Regions from separate parts of the Mus musculus genome. Here all the other regions are linked to region 1. Evidence: chromatin contacts called from public Hi-C and promoter capture Hi-C data. All regions are on one chromosome and are shown on one strand. The core of a region is the stretch at or near the end of the contact, and the rest is flanking DNA. Distances in the headings are between cores, read along the strand shown.

Evidence for each region. Promoter capture Hi-C pulls out the DNA fragments that hold promoters and counts their contacts. A called contact is a pair of places that touch in the nucleus more often than the background predicts.
Region 2: a promoter capture Hi-C map of hippocampal neurons shows a contact between it and region 1, with 6 times the contacts expected there. The contact joins the enhancer-like site here to the promoter of Bnip3 in region 1. A contact is called at or near these places in 8 of 39 promoter capture datasets (the C10 cell line, cranial neural crest, embryonic stem cells and 5 more), 2 of 15 datasets of contacts at CTCF or cohesin (large pre-B cells and pro-B cells), 3 of 484 Hi-C or Micro-C datasets (B cells, cardiomyocytes and neural progenitor cells) and 3 of 115 datasets of contacts at active chromatin or transcription factors (the 230-238 cell line, astrocytes and pro-B cells).
Region 3: a contact with region 1 is called in a Hi-C map of B cells, with 6 read pairs. The contact joins the promoter of Paox here to the promoter of Bnip3 in region 1. A contact is called at or near these places in 4 of 39 promoter capture datasets (liver, neutrophils and pre-B cells), 3 of 484 Hi-C or Micro-C datasets (B cells, the G1E-ER4 cell line and uterus) and 2 of 115 datasets of contacts at active chromatin or transcription factors (embryonic stem cells and pancreatic cancer cells).

What each region holds. Positions count from the first base shown.
Region 1 is chr7:138,907,150-138,911,407 of GRCm38.p6, reverse strand. It overlaps Bnip3 (BCL2/adenovirus E1B interacting protein 3), which reads left to right and starts at 1,902. Exons shown (of 6, transcript NM_009760.4): 1 at 1,902-2,045. The coding sequence starts at 2,015.
Region 2 is chr7:137,600,759-137,605,016 of GRCm38.p6, reverse strand. No RefSeq gene overlaps it. Among named protein-coding and RNA genes, the nearest start is that of Gm51411, 51 kb to the left of the region's middle. Within about 2 kb of position 1,781, at least 4 of the 459 cell types and tissues checked have an H3K27ac peak or open chromatin away from gene starts, as enhancers often do. A contact at or near this core is called in hippocampal neurons, where this site is marked.
Region 3 is chr7:140,123,953-140,128,210 of GRCm38.p6, reverse strand. Paox (polyamine oxidase (exo-N4-amino)) reads right to left here and starts at 2,526. Exons shown (of 7, transcript NM_153783.4): 1 at 2,329-2,526; 2 at 1,396-1,885; 3 at 504-703. The coding sequence starts at 2,485.

The sequences.
Region 1 (4,258 bases), core at 653-3,152:
CACACATACACACACACATACATACATACATAGAAAATAAAAAAGGGCCGGGCAGTGGTGGTGCACGCTTTTAATCCCAGCATTTGGGAGGCAGAGGCAGATTTCTGAGTTCGAGGCCAGCGTGGTCTACAGAGTGAGTTCCAGGACAGCCAGGGCTGCACAGAGAAACTCTGTCTTGAAAAACCATTAAAAAAAAAAAAAAGAAAAAAAAAGAAAGAAAAAAAAAGAAAAAAAAAGGATAAACATAAATTTCTACTTATAACATCCCTAACCCCTTCAAATCCACATTTTCGTTTTTCCTTTTCTTAGTAGACTGGTGTAGAGAATTCCCAGACCCTTCTCTTTCCCTTTGTCATTCAGGCACACATATCTATGCAAGCTGGGGATTGAACCCTTGGATTTGCTGGACACGGAGGCTATCACCAAGCAGGACCACAGCTGTTTCTTGCTGGACACAGAGTCTGTCACCAAGCAGGACCACAGCTGTTTTTTTCTTGCTAGGTGTGGTAGTATGTCTGTAATCCCAGCACCTGGGGGGTTGAGACAAAGGTTTGGTGTCTGTAGCAGAGAATCTGTTTATTGTTCTGAAGGCCCTAGGCTAGAGCTCCGAGCACTGTAAGAAAGCAAGCTTTCAGTTAAGAGTGGTGGAACCACTGGGAAGCTGGGGCAGGAAAAAAAGTTTAAGACCAGAGTAGGTTACAAAGCGAATCTGTCTAAAAAAAGACATCAGATTCAGTCTGGTGACATGGCTCAGCTGCAGTGAACTTGCATGTGCAAGGCCCTCGTATAACCTTAGCACTCCAAACAAAACAAACGGAAATCAAGGCTGCATAGCTATAATCCCAGCTCTCAGGAGGCGAAAGCAGTAGGATCGGAAATTCAAGGTTAGCTTTTGCTACACAGCCAATTCAAAGCCAGCCTCGGTTATGACATTGTCTGGGAAAAAACAAAACACCAAATGAAGCTGCTTCTAGTGACCTGACCCACTGCTACTAAGATAGCTTCTTTTGAGGTTCACAAGCCCCTTCTCTATCCCAGAACTGTATCAAGAGGGAATTCCAACCTCCAAGTACAGAGAAGCTACTGGGTAGGTTACAGGGAGGATGCAGAATCCTCAAAACTGGCCCTCCAAAGGTCTCTCCAACCGTTCCTGTCCAAAAATGCCGTCCTTTCTCGCATGCAGCATACCACAGCACTACCCAACTCGCCATTGATGCTGCAGTAGAATACTGGCAAATTTTTTGTTTTGCTTTGTTGTAAACAGCTTCATACAGTGCAGCCCAGCCTGGCCACGAACCAGGGCTGGGACTAGAGTTATACATAAGCACTCCCGGACTGCATTTTTCTTAAAGATGCAACCTAAAAAACTATCTGTAAGCGTGCATAGAGACAGCGAGACCATGTGTGCTCCCATTGCTGGCGCTCGCAGGTTCCGGAGGAGATTGGGGAACTATGGGTCAACCGCGAGCAGGAGGGGCAAACTCAGCACCCAAGGCCAGACGCCCAAAAACCTGGCCGCACGTCCTCATGCCACGCCTATCTCGGAGCCCGCCCACGTCTGCCCACCTCCAGCCTGGCTTCAAGACCCGCCTCTTGGCCTCTGCAATGCGCGCACCTCGGAGTCCCAAGGCTCAGACCTCGAGCCCCGCCCCCAGACTCTTCCCTACCCGCCTAGGTCCCAGTTACTCCAGCCTCAGGCACAGCCCCCGGTCCACTTCTGCATTAGACCTTAAAAACAGCCGCCCTCCCGCGCACTCCTGCCTCAGGCCCCGCCCATGCCGGCGCACGCGCCGCACGTGCCACACGCTCCCCCGCGTTCCTCCCCCACCTGCAGGCCCCGCCCCCCAGCCAATGGGCTCCGCCGCCGCGTGCGTCCCGCCCCGCCCCGCCCCTTGTCCCTCAGTCCAGTGTCGCCTGGCCTCAGAACTGAGCGGCGCAGGCTGCCCCTGCTACCTCTCGGTGACCGCCTCCCAGGCCTGTCGCAGTTGGGTTCGGGCTCCTTTGCCGAGCCACCATGTCGCAGAGCGGGGAGGAGAACCTGCAGGGTGAGGCAGTGGGCCGAGAGGGGCCGCGGAGGCGGTAGGGTCGCGGGCTGGGGTGCGGTGAGTGGAGGCCGCGATGCAGTTCGGTGCAGCCGGGGCTGGGTGGTGAGCCTCGGGGCATCTTACAGACAGTACCTTCACAGGCAGGCCGGGTCTTTCTTTCCTGCTCTGTTCTTCACACTGTCATAGTTCTGTATTTTCAGACTCTGTAGGTCAGGGGAGCCTCGAACTCTGCGATCCTCCTTCCTCAGCTTCCCGAGTAGCTCAGATTTCAGGCCCTTGGCGTCCCCTTGTTCAGAGTTGCTTAAGTGAGTTAGAGGTTGCAGTTGAATTTTCAGTGCTTTGATTGAAGTCATTAATATTTATGACTGTAGTGCCTTTCACTTTTCCTACTTGGTACTGGGGACAGAACCAGATCTGAACGTGCTGGGTAAGTGCTCATTTCCCGAGCAACACTACCAGTTTTCATTTTATTGCTTTAAGACATACTGGTCTTGAACTTGTGATCCTCCTGGTTCAGCCTCTAGAGTAGCTGGAATTTGGAATTAACAGGCTTTGCCGCTGTGTCCCCTCTCCCCCAATCTTTACCCCTGGCTTGCTTTGTTGCCACTTCCTGATGGAAGAGGAGGATACAGGGTTTCAGACCTCTGTCAGGTTTTAGAGTTAAGAGGTGGGATAGCCGCACAGTGGTGGCACAAACCTTTTATCCCAGCAATCAGGAGGCAGAGGCAGGGGGATTTCTGTAAATTCGAGGCCAACCTGGTCTACAGAGTGAATTTCAGGACAGCCAAGTCTACAAAGAGAAAAACAGAGAGGGGGTATGGCTGGAGGTAGTGTGGAAGAGAGCTACAACAGCTCAAAAGGAGGGTAAAGTGCTTATAATTTAGTTCAGTAGGCTCACTGCAAGCAGTGAAGTAGATTGTAGGTTAAAATGGAAGTGAGGCTGGGTGTGGTGACACACCTAAAATCCCATCATGGGGTGGGTGAAGTTGAGTCTTGACAAATTCCAGGTTAGCCTGGACTACACAGTCGTACCAGGCTAGTTCGGGGCTCTGTAGCCAGACCCTGTCTCACAAATAACAGAAAGGCTCTCCCAGCATCAGCCTTTACAGACTGTTAGCACTGCGCAGACAGCTGCTAGTTTTGCAAGGCCAGCCTGGGTGCTATGTGCCATTGTCCATTTCTGAGAGCTACCTGGTGGGCCTGAGTTGAGTCTGAGTTGAGTCTCAGGCCCTGAGACTGGAGGAGGATCCTGTTGACCTTTGTACTCTCTGAAGCAAGAGTTCACCAGGTAAAACGCATGTCAGTAAACGTGAGAGAGAGGCTTTCCAAACCTTTAAAATGAATGCTTTAGTGTCAACTCCCCTCCCCCCCCCCAGGCAGGGTCTCACTCTCAGTGAACTCCCAGAGATCTGCCTGCCTCCACCTCCCTAGTGCTGGGATTAAAGGTGTGGGCCACAGTACCCACTTTAGTGTGAAGACGTGGTTTCTCTGTATAGCTCTGGCTGTCCTAGAACTTGTGTAGACTATGCTGTCCAGAGATTCTGTGTCCTGGAGTACTGGAATAGGGTAACTCAGAGCAGTGTTGTGTTAAAAGAGTTTTTAAAAAGCTTGCATTCAGAGACACTGAGTTAGCTGAATTTATTACCCTAAACGAGATTTTAGTAGGCAGAATTTAATCAGCCTAACACATTACAGAATCTGTATTTTCAAACTACAGCCACATTAAAAAAAAAATCTCGTAATTCAGGTTTTATTCCCTAATGTCAAACGTCAAACAGTTGGAATTTTTTGATTGAGAAGTTTTTTTGTCTTTTCTCTTAAGAGATCAAGTGATGTTTTGTGTAAAGTCACTTTCGTAGCTAGTTGAAATTTGATTTCTGACACTATGCTGTTAAGACTTCATCTAGGGGAGTTTCTGAGTATTCCTGAGAGGTCTCGGTTAACATACACTCAGCTGACATGCACGCCAGACTGCTGAGTCATTGGCAGAAGGGGGTTGTCATTAGACGTTTCAAGGGTTAAGGTTTTGTGTTTTTCTCTTTTACTTATTCTATAAAAAGATGGTTACGGTGTGGAAACTCAGGCTAAGGATTTGGGCCATTGTTTGGGGTGTACGTGCAGCTCAGCACTGGCTCACTGTCTAGCTCAGGGTAGGAGGGGTCACTTAGTCACATGGGTTATCTCAGCTGCCCTATGAAATGTGAATCCCAGCT
Region 2 (4,258 bases), core at 532-3,031, 1.3 Mb after region 1:
TTAGCATTTGTATACACAGCACTGGACCAAACCCCAACACTGATCTGCACACAGGAGCTACAGGCAAGGCCAAACTGTAGCAGATAAATGAGATTTAAAGATGAGCTGTGCAGTCAGTAACCTGCTCCCATGCACACAAAGCCCTACTCCTCCAGGGTGGTTAGCATGGCTGGACCAGAGGGTCTCGGGGATATACACAGGATGGCACTAGGACTCAGAAAACCCTAAACAAATCATGCATACTGGACCTATATATGGCACCTACGTTCTGCCCCTTGGCCAGTACCTTTCTCCTCTCAACCTCAGGATCACCTCCAAACCAGAGATTACCTCCGTACCAGCCCATCAGTGCAAGCTCTTCCTTATAGCCTTCAGCCAACAGACTGTGTGGAGCTTTGCCTACTCTCTGCATTCCCTTCCAGGATGTCCTTGTTCCTCTGTGTGCTCCCAGCCCCAGCCCAAATGCACACACAGTCTGAACACTCAAGGACTATTAACTTAAACTGAATCTAGGATCTGTAGCCATTAAACCTAAAAGCCAGAGTGCTGTATTCCAGGGGTCCCCAAAGCCAGGCCCTGGGCTGCGTGGATCCTCTTCAGCATCTGTGTGCAGGCTCCTAACAGGAGCGGATGGCTACAGCTTGGCTGGTATCATTCAGTTACCCTCATCAGCCAAAGTGCTAAGTGTCATTTCCTAGTTCCACAAATGTGCTCAAAGTCTTCATTTGGAAAATTGAATTACGTTAAGAGATTCTGCTTCCACACAGCCAGAGATAGGAGTGGTACATATATATGTCAGCAACAAAATCAAATCGCATTCCCAAACGCCGGCTTGGGGAGTTTTAATGCTTTCTCCATAGTCTGCTTTCCTTCCAAAAAAATATTTCTCACACATTGGCTAAATATCATCTTAACTTCGAAGGTTTGGATTAAATGTATTGATTTTTGCAGAAATATATTCCAGGCATCATATTCCAAGACCCTCTTGTCATCATAGAAAAGAACGGAAATTTTAAAATACATTCTTTTATAAAAGAAAAATTATGTTTAGGCTAGATAAATCTTTTAACTGCAAAATATGCTCACAATGATATACCAGTCCATTGCAAAGTGCTGTAAAGTTTTTTTACTTTATTCCAAAGTTCTTGCTTTTATACAGTAAGTCAGTCCCATGACTGAGTTTCTGCCGGTACTTTGTACACTTCCAGGCGAGACTCTCGGGAGGCACATTCTGCTGTCTCTGTAACAGTCCAGACGTTCTTCTTTCTCACTGAAGCTTAAGCACCGGGGCTTTGGGCTGATCTTCCCAGGGTGTTGTCTTTATTGAGAGGCTATGTAAAGAACATGTGCTCTAATGGTTAATCTTGCTTGTCAGTTTGATAGGGTTTGGTCATTAACCTCTGAACATGTCTGCAAGAGATCTTCCAGATTGAGTTCATGTAAATAGGAAGAGCTACCCTAAATCTGAGTGACACCATTCTGAGCGCTGGGGTCTCTGGCTGAATAAAACAGAGTATTGCGACGGGCTGGAGAAATGGCTCAGTTGATAAGGGCACTTGCTGTTCCTCCAGAGGACCCGAGATAGGCGACAGTTTTAGGGAAAATAAGCCACACCTGTTCTCACACGGAGCCCTGCTTTGTGCCTGGTTGATGAGGATAAACTGGGGGCTAGGTGGATGCTTCAGCCTCCTGCTTTCCTGTGTGTCCAGCATCAAGCAGAGGTGGCAGGTCCCTGGAGGTGGTGTGTGCTGAAACTGTGTCTAGAGCGCCTCCTAGTGGGAACATGCAGCGTGATCGCTGACACACTGAGGATCTGGAGCCCGGCTTCCCTGAGCTCCAGAGCTGGATCAGCGCACCACTCCTAACCTAACCCTGAAGACTCAGAAGGGAAGGTGCCTGCTCTCCTCATAACTCAGGCTTTCTCGAAATTTGCATACTGTTTCTGAGGTCACATTTGTGAATTTAAAGAAAGGAAGAAAGGAAGAAGAGAAAGGAGGAGAGGAGAGGAGAGGAGAGGAGAGGAGAGGAGAGGAGAGGAGAGGAGAGGAGAGGAGAGGAGAGGAGAGGAGAGGAGAGGAGAGGAGAGGAGAGGAGAGGAGAGGAGTAAAGTTCTCCATAGCTTTTTAGTGTTTGTTCCGTTTCTGGTTTAGAAAAAACATATATATCGCTGAGGGTAAAACTCAGAGAGAGACGCAGCAAACAGCTCGCCACAGCCCAGTCCGCAAGGCGCTGTAGGAAAGTGCCAGAAGAATAAAGAGCCACAAGGCCAGGGCGTCCTCCTCCTGAAACCAGATCCAGTCCGATCCCAAGTTTGGCAGGAGCCAGTGGGGTGATTAGAAGGGAGAACGAACTGGGGACCTGTAACAGTTATTGATGTTGGAGAAAAAGGGCTACCCAGACCCAGCCGTGAGTATTGGAGGTAAAGAAGGATAATGCCAGCCCCTGAGACACCCTCCCAACAGTCACCATGCTGCGCACTTTCCCATCAAGGAACCATCCAACCTCTCTGTGACAGCAACGGCTCAAGGCGAGATGTGGAAATAAACAGCTCTCCATTGATAGTGGCCGCAAAGGAGATGCCCTGGGTCTAGCTCCTAGATGTATGAATGTGGGTGTGCTTAGAAAGAAGGGCCTTGCTCATCTAGCCACATTACAAAAGAACAGCCAGCCGGGCAGTAGTGGCACACGCCTTTAATCCCAGCGCTTGTGAGGTAGAAGCAGGCGGATTTCTGAGCTCGAGACCAGCCTGGTCTACAAAGTGACAGCCAGGGCTATACAGAGAAACCCTGGGCTGCAGAGAAACCTTGTCTTGAAAAAAACCAAAACAAACAAACAAACAAACAAAAGAACAGCCTGATTTAAGGTAGATGCTCTGCCCAGTGAATGGTGCCTTTATAAGACAAAGAATGCTAGGGCTGGCAAGATGCCTCAGTGGGTAAAAGCACTTGCCACAGACATCAGACCTGGAACTAGATCCCTAAAACCCATTTAAAAAAGCCAAATGTTGTGGTACACATCTATGACCTCAGTACTCCTAAGGCAATAAATGAGACAGAGGCAGGAGTACCATCCACAAGCTACAAACCAAGCTACCCTGGAGTATGCAATATGGCAGAAATTCCAACAAAGATGGACAGCCAAAGGTTGTTCTCTGACCTCTACATACTCCCACAATGCACATACATAGACACACACCGACTCACATACATACATACACACATGCATACATACACACATGTGCATACACACAAAAACAAATTTATAAACAAGAAAAACAAAATAAGGAGTGTAAGAGGAAGGAAAGGGCATTTTAGCAGATGGATATAATAGATGTATGAAGATAGAGGCAGACCAGAGAGGTTGAAATATAAGCCGAGGATTGTGGGTGGTAGCCAGAAGCTTCGAGAGCTGTGAAGCAGATTCTTCCCTAAACCCCAGAAGAAGCAGTCCTGCTGGCACCTTGACCTGGACTCTGCTGTGCAGAGCTGTGTGGCCGTGGGTCTCTGTGGTCTTACATCCCCTGGTCCTCGGCAATGTGTTGCAGTCACTCCAGGGAGCCTGGCAGGTTAAGAAGCAGAGCACTTGACAAGTGGAACTTTAACTAGACCCTGTCTTCCCGAGCAGGCTGTGTGGGAGCCTGTTGTCATGGAGAAGACAAGCAGGGCATTCCTGGACAGTGTGGTGATGGTTGACAGCTGGTGACCAGCCCTTTCATTTCTAGAAAGGCTAAGGAAGCTATTGGGGAACATCTGTCACATGAACAACTGTCACTGTACCTTGGTGGGTAACAGAAAGTACTGGGTAAGCTATCTGACTCCCTCTGCATCCTTCAGGGGAGGCACCTGCACTCCCTGGCCATCCCAGGAGCCTTCTTAAATCCTTCAGAACACCTTCCCAATACTCTTTCAGTCTTGAAGCAGCCCCAGCTGCTGCACAGAGGTGATTCCCAGGTGACATGTGCCAGTCTACTCTCATGGGAACCTAGCAACCTATGCTCATACCATCTAACCTGCAGCCTGATCTAGGTCAGCGATTAGCCCTGATTTGTCTCGAAGGGAAGGGTTGAACTCGGGGACTTGTGCATGCGACATGTATGCTCTCTCACTGACCTACATCCTTGTGTTCTGAGACACAGTTTTGCTATATAGAACCCAGCTTGTTCCATAGCCCACCCTAGTTTTTTGGGGTGTTTTGTTTTGTTTGTTTGTTTGTTTGTTTAAGGAATGGCAGCAGTATTGAAGCCTGAGCGGAGATAAAT
Region 3 (4,258 bases), core at 1,277-3,776, 1.2 Mb before region 1:
TACATAGTGAGACCCTGTCTCAAAAGACAAATTAAAGTTTAAAAAAGGAAGGAAGAAAATCAGTACAACAGGAAGCCTGCAGGGCCATACCCAGGCACATGACAGAGACAGTTCCCGAATACACAGGTCCTGGGAAGAAAAGTCATTCTATCTAGATCTTCAAGAACAAGCCACATAAGCACTTTGAGATTTTCATGTAACACCATCTGAAACAGGGAAGTAAGAACTACCGAGTTCCCACCAGCATTTATTAATAATGGCTTCTCTATACAAGACAGTATCAGCCAGGGAAGGCAGCACAGTGACTCCAGGTGAGGCAGGACGGCTACAACTGCCAAAAATTATGGTGGAGTACTTTTATTCACCTGGAGATCCTTAGCATGAAAACATGAACTCAGCAGCTCAATAAATATCCAGAGCCAAAGAAGGAGAAGAACCAGAGGCCTGTGATGCCTGGGATAGGGATATAGACAGGCAGCTTAATCAGGATAAGTGATTTCTACCTAATGGCACTGTGACAATGACATGATGTGCAGGCAGGCGGGCACCATCTTCACACTCCACCAATACGGGGAAGGTCTCCCCTGGAAAAGCAGCTTCCTGGAAGGACCCATTCCAGTGAATGGTCTTCACCGGCTTGTCAAAAGCGACCGTATCCTTGGGCAAGGAAGCCAGTATGCGGTCGGTAAGTCCTTGGTAGCCACTAGGAGAGACAGAAGTTGATGTGTCTGTGAAACAGGCCCTGGAAGGGGAACTGGCAGAAATAAGCCACCCAAGATGCCACCAGCATCCAGAGGAGCATCGCTCAGAGCCAGAAAGAGAGGCAACCCCTTAAAACACAGAACCATTAACATCTGCATCCGGACTAATGAGGGTCCCATAAGTCAATGAACACAACACTGACTGGTTCCCATGAGAACCGGAGTTCCCCACCACCACACCAGCCCCAGGTTTGCACACTTCCTACATCACAAATCCTATCTCCTAGACAGAAGCCTTGGGCCTGATGTTAGGGGTGTGGGTGGGAGGTATAGGAGACCAGCCCCGCCCAATCAATGTCTTTGTTCCTAGAAGCAAGCACAAGCCTGCCTGCCATAGGGAAGGAGCCTGCTTGGCTTCTCTGCACTTGAAGGCCCTTGAGTAACACCTGGCACAGGAGCTACCCTAGGATATCAGAAGAAATGAGCATTCAAGATACTTCCTCCTCAATTCCCTAGACGAATCTTTGCTTAAACACAACTAGGAGAAAGAGAAACCAATCCCTCTGAATGGGGAGGGCAGTGCCCTCACCTGCCCGCTCCAAGCCTCCTCCTCTCTCCCCTTCTCCCTCCTTTCTCCAGTCTAGTGCCTCTGCCTGGACAGTAGGGACAGAGCTGGCAGGGCTATGGCCCATACCCAGCCAAGATGCAATCCAGCCCAGGCAGCACTGTATACTCCCCGAACGGTGCAAGAGCCACCAGGTCCATGCTGTGGGTGCCGCTCACACAACACTCTATGTTGAAGAAAGTATTCAGGATAGCCAGCTTGCGCTTTCTGGTGTCCTCATCATCCTCGGTCCAGCTAGCCACCTGCTGACTTATCTCCTTCTTCAGGAACTCTCCAACACTGGCCATTGGGGTTTCAGATTCATTCAGGAATTCTCGGGTCCGCTCTATCAGTCCATAGAACAGACGGGCCATCTCTGTCATCAGCTCCAGGCTCACACTTGTTCCAGAGCTGGACCAGATCATGGAGGGCAGGGCCACGTGCCCTCCTGTATCCACAAGCTGGTTCTCTTCCGATAATTCTTTCTCCCCCAGGAGCCCGAATTCTGCAGCCAGCTGGAAGACAGGATTGTCCTGGGAGGGCCCATGGATCCAGTGTGCACCCAGCTCCACTACACCACCTAGGAGGGCACAGGAAATGCTACCTGGAGGCCCTCTCCCCAGAAAAAGCAGCCCCACCCTTTCGCAAGCATACTCTAGGAACACCTTGAGAGTCACATGGTCCCCTTGTATACCAGGACCAAGGGTCCTGTTCCTCAGGGTAAAGTAGTTCCTAAAGGCATGGCTTGGTCAGACCAGATTTCGGGAACTCCTGGGGAGGGGCGAGACAGCCTGTACAGGCTTCCTTCACTTAAGGAGAAACCCGAGAAACCCCAAAGCTGAGCAAAGCAACTGCGGGACCCTAGGTTGCCTTCCCTAGAGAGTACTCTCCTAACTTTAGGCAGTTGACTTTCCAGGCTCAGTGAACGGAGGGTGTGTTCCTTTACTCCGGGAGCCAAAAAAGGAAGGCTTCCTGGCTCAGTAGGAACCGGATGGGGTCTGGGGTCGACCAAGGAGCGGTTACCGAAGCAGCGTTCCGAGCGGATGCGGCCCCCGGCGCTGGCGGTGGCCTCCAGAACCCGCAGGTGTGGAGCAGCCCGGTGGCTGCAGAGCTTCTGCGCAGCGCCCAGCCCCGCGATGCCGCTGCCCACCACCAGCACCCGCGGGCCAGGGAACGCCATGGCTAGCTCAGGGTCCTCCAGAGACCTGGCCTTAGGCGCCTTAGCAGAGGCGGGCGGGGCGGGGCCAGAGGCGGGGAAGAAGGCGGGGTTGTGTAGAAAGGAGCGAGTGAGTGTGCGTGGGACTGGAGGTGGGACGAGGGGCGGGGCCTATGGGGAGCAGAGGAGGGGCCAAGACGGGAGGAAAGCCTTGGTGAACATTCGGAACTGGACTGAAGGAGAGGAGATGGATGTCCCTTGGCCTTCACTGTGTGGTCCACGTAGGCTTGCGGCTCCCAGAAGCGCTCAAGCTCCAAGTGCTCTGAGCAGCCCTCCTCCTGTTTGGACCCGCCTATAGTCTACTTAAGAAGGGTGTGGCTGTAGCTACTACTAGGCAGTGTGAGCCTAGAACCCCATAGAGATGCATAGTCTTCCAGAAGCATCCTTCCTGGTTCGTATCAGAGCATAGAGTGCGCCATAGCTCTAGTCTCCTTTCCACTGGCCTGTCGGCTCACAGTGAATCAACCCGCTTAGAAGATAAGTTCTGTCCTGTAACCATGCTGACCCAAAGCACAAAGACAGGGATCTTGTAAGCTAAGAACACTGTTTTGGCCAACCACTCAGCAGGCTGAGGGGCAAAAATGTCCTTGACCAACGTACTTGATCCCCTCATTCACTCAGAGCTACTAGCTGTGGTATAGAGAAATAAAACTCACTGGTTGTATGCTATGGGGAGGGGGTGATGGCTCTGACATAGATGGGAACTGGGCATAAATCCGCGTCTGAAGAGGATATATGGTAAGGGCAGGAGGCACATGCCCTCCCCTCAGCTACAAAACATCACTCTTGTTCACTTTCTAAGTTAGAGTGTTTAACTGGATCTTGGGAGTTGGGAGTTGAAGCTGCCCTCCCAAGCAAAGATACCAAAAGCATCCCACCCTACATTGAGGAAACTAACCTGGAGACAAAGAGCTACCTGGTCTGGTTCATTAAAAATGCCAGTCTTTAATACTCACTATTTTCCTCTACACAGTTTTAAAACTTCTAACAAGTTGGTTTCACAAGACATAGAAAATCAAGTTGGAGCAGACATGAAAACTTCCCTCCTGCTTGCTAGTTTGCATAGTGTCAAAAGCTGCTATGCAGGCTGCTGTAGGAAAAAAGTTATCAGCGGCATTGCTCTGTGTCAATTCCCACATGCTACAGGACTGTCAGGGACCTTCTGCTGTTTTGCTAAATGATCCTGTTATCAGACTGCCTTTTAAATGTTGGGTTTTGCCTTTAAAATGTTGGGTTTTCATGCTTCTCTCAACCTTGGCCAGAGGTGCTTCTTCTGCAGTGAGCAGCAACTAGTACAGAGACTCACAACTAGTCCGCGAGCTGAGAATAAGTGACCTATGAGTGTACAACATTAAATGAAGTATCTGTCTCAGCCTCCCCACCCCCACCCTCAACGCTCAGGGAACATCAAGGAGAGGAAAGGGAAAGAGTGTAAGATCCATGGAGTGGAGAGATCCCACGTTGCTCTTCCAGAGGACTGGAGTTCAGTTCCCAGCTGAGCACCCACATCAGGTGGTTCACAAGCCCTGTCACTCTGGCTCCAGGAATCCCCCTTCCAGCCTCTATGGGCAACCATGCATGCATGATGTACACACATAAACTAAAAGCTAATAAATATTTTTAAAGTTTTTCTTAAAAATGTAACAACCAGAAGATCAAGACGAATGTTATGAGATGCTGACTTCTGGCCATGAGGTGGCCATGAACATTCTGTAGCAATGATGACCTACACAGTAT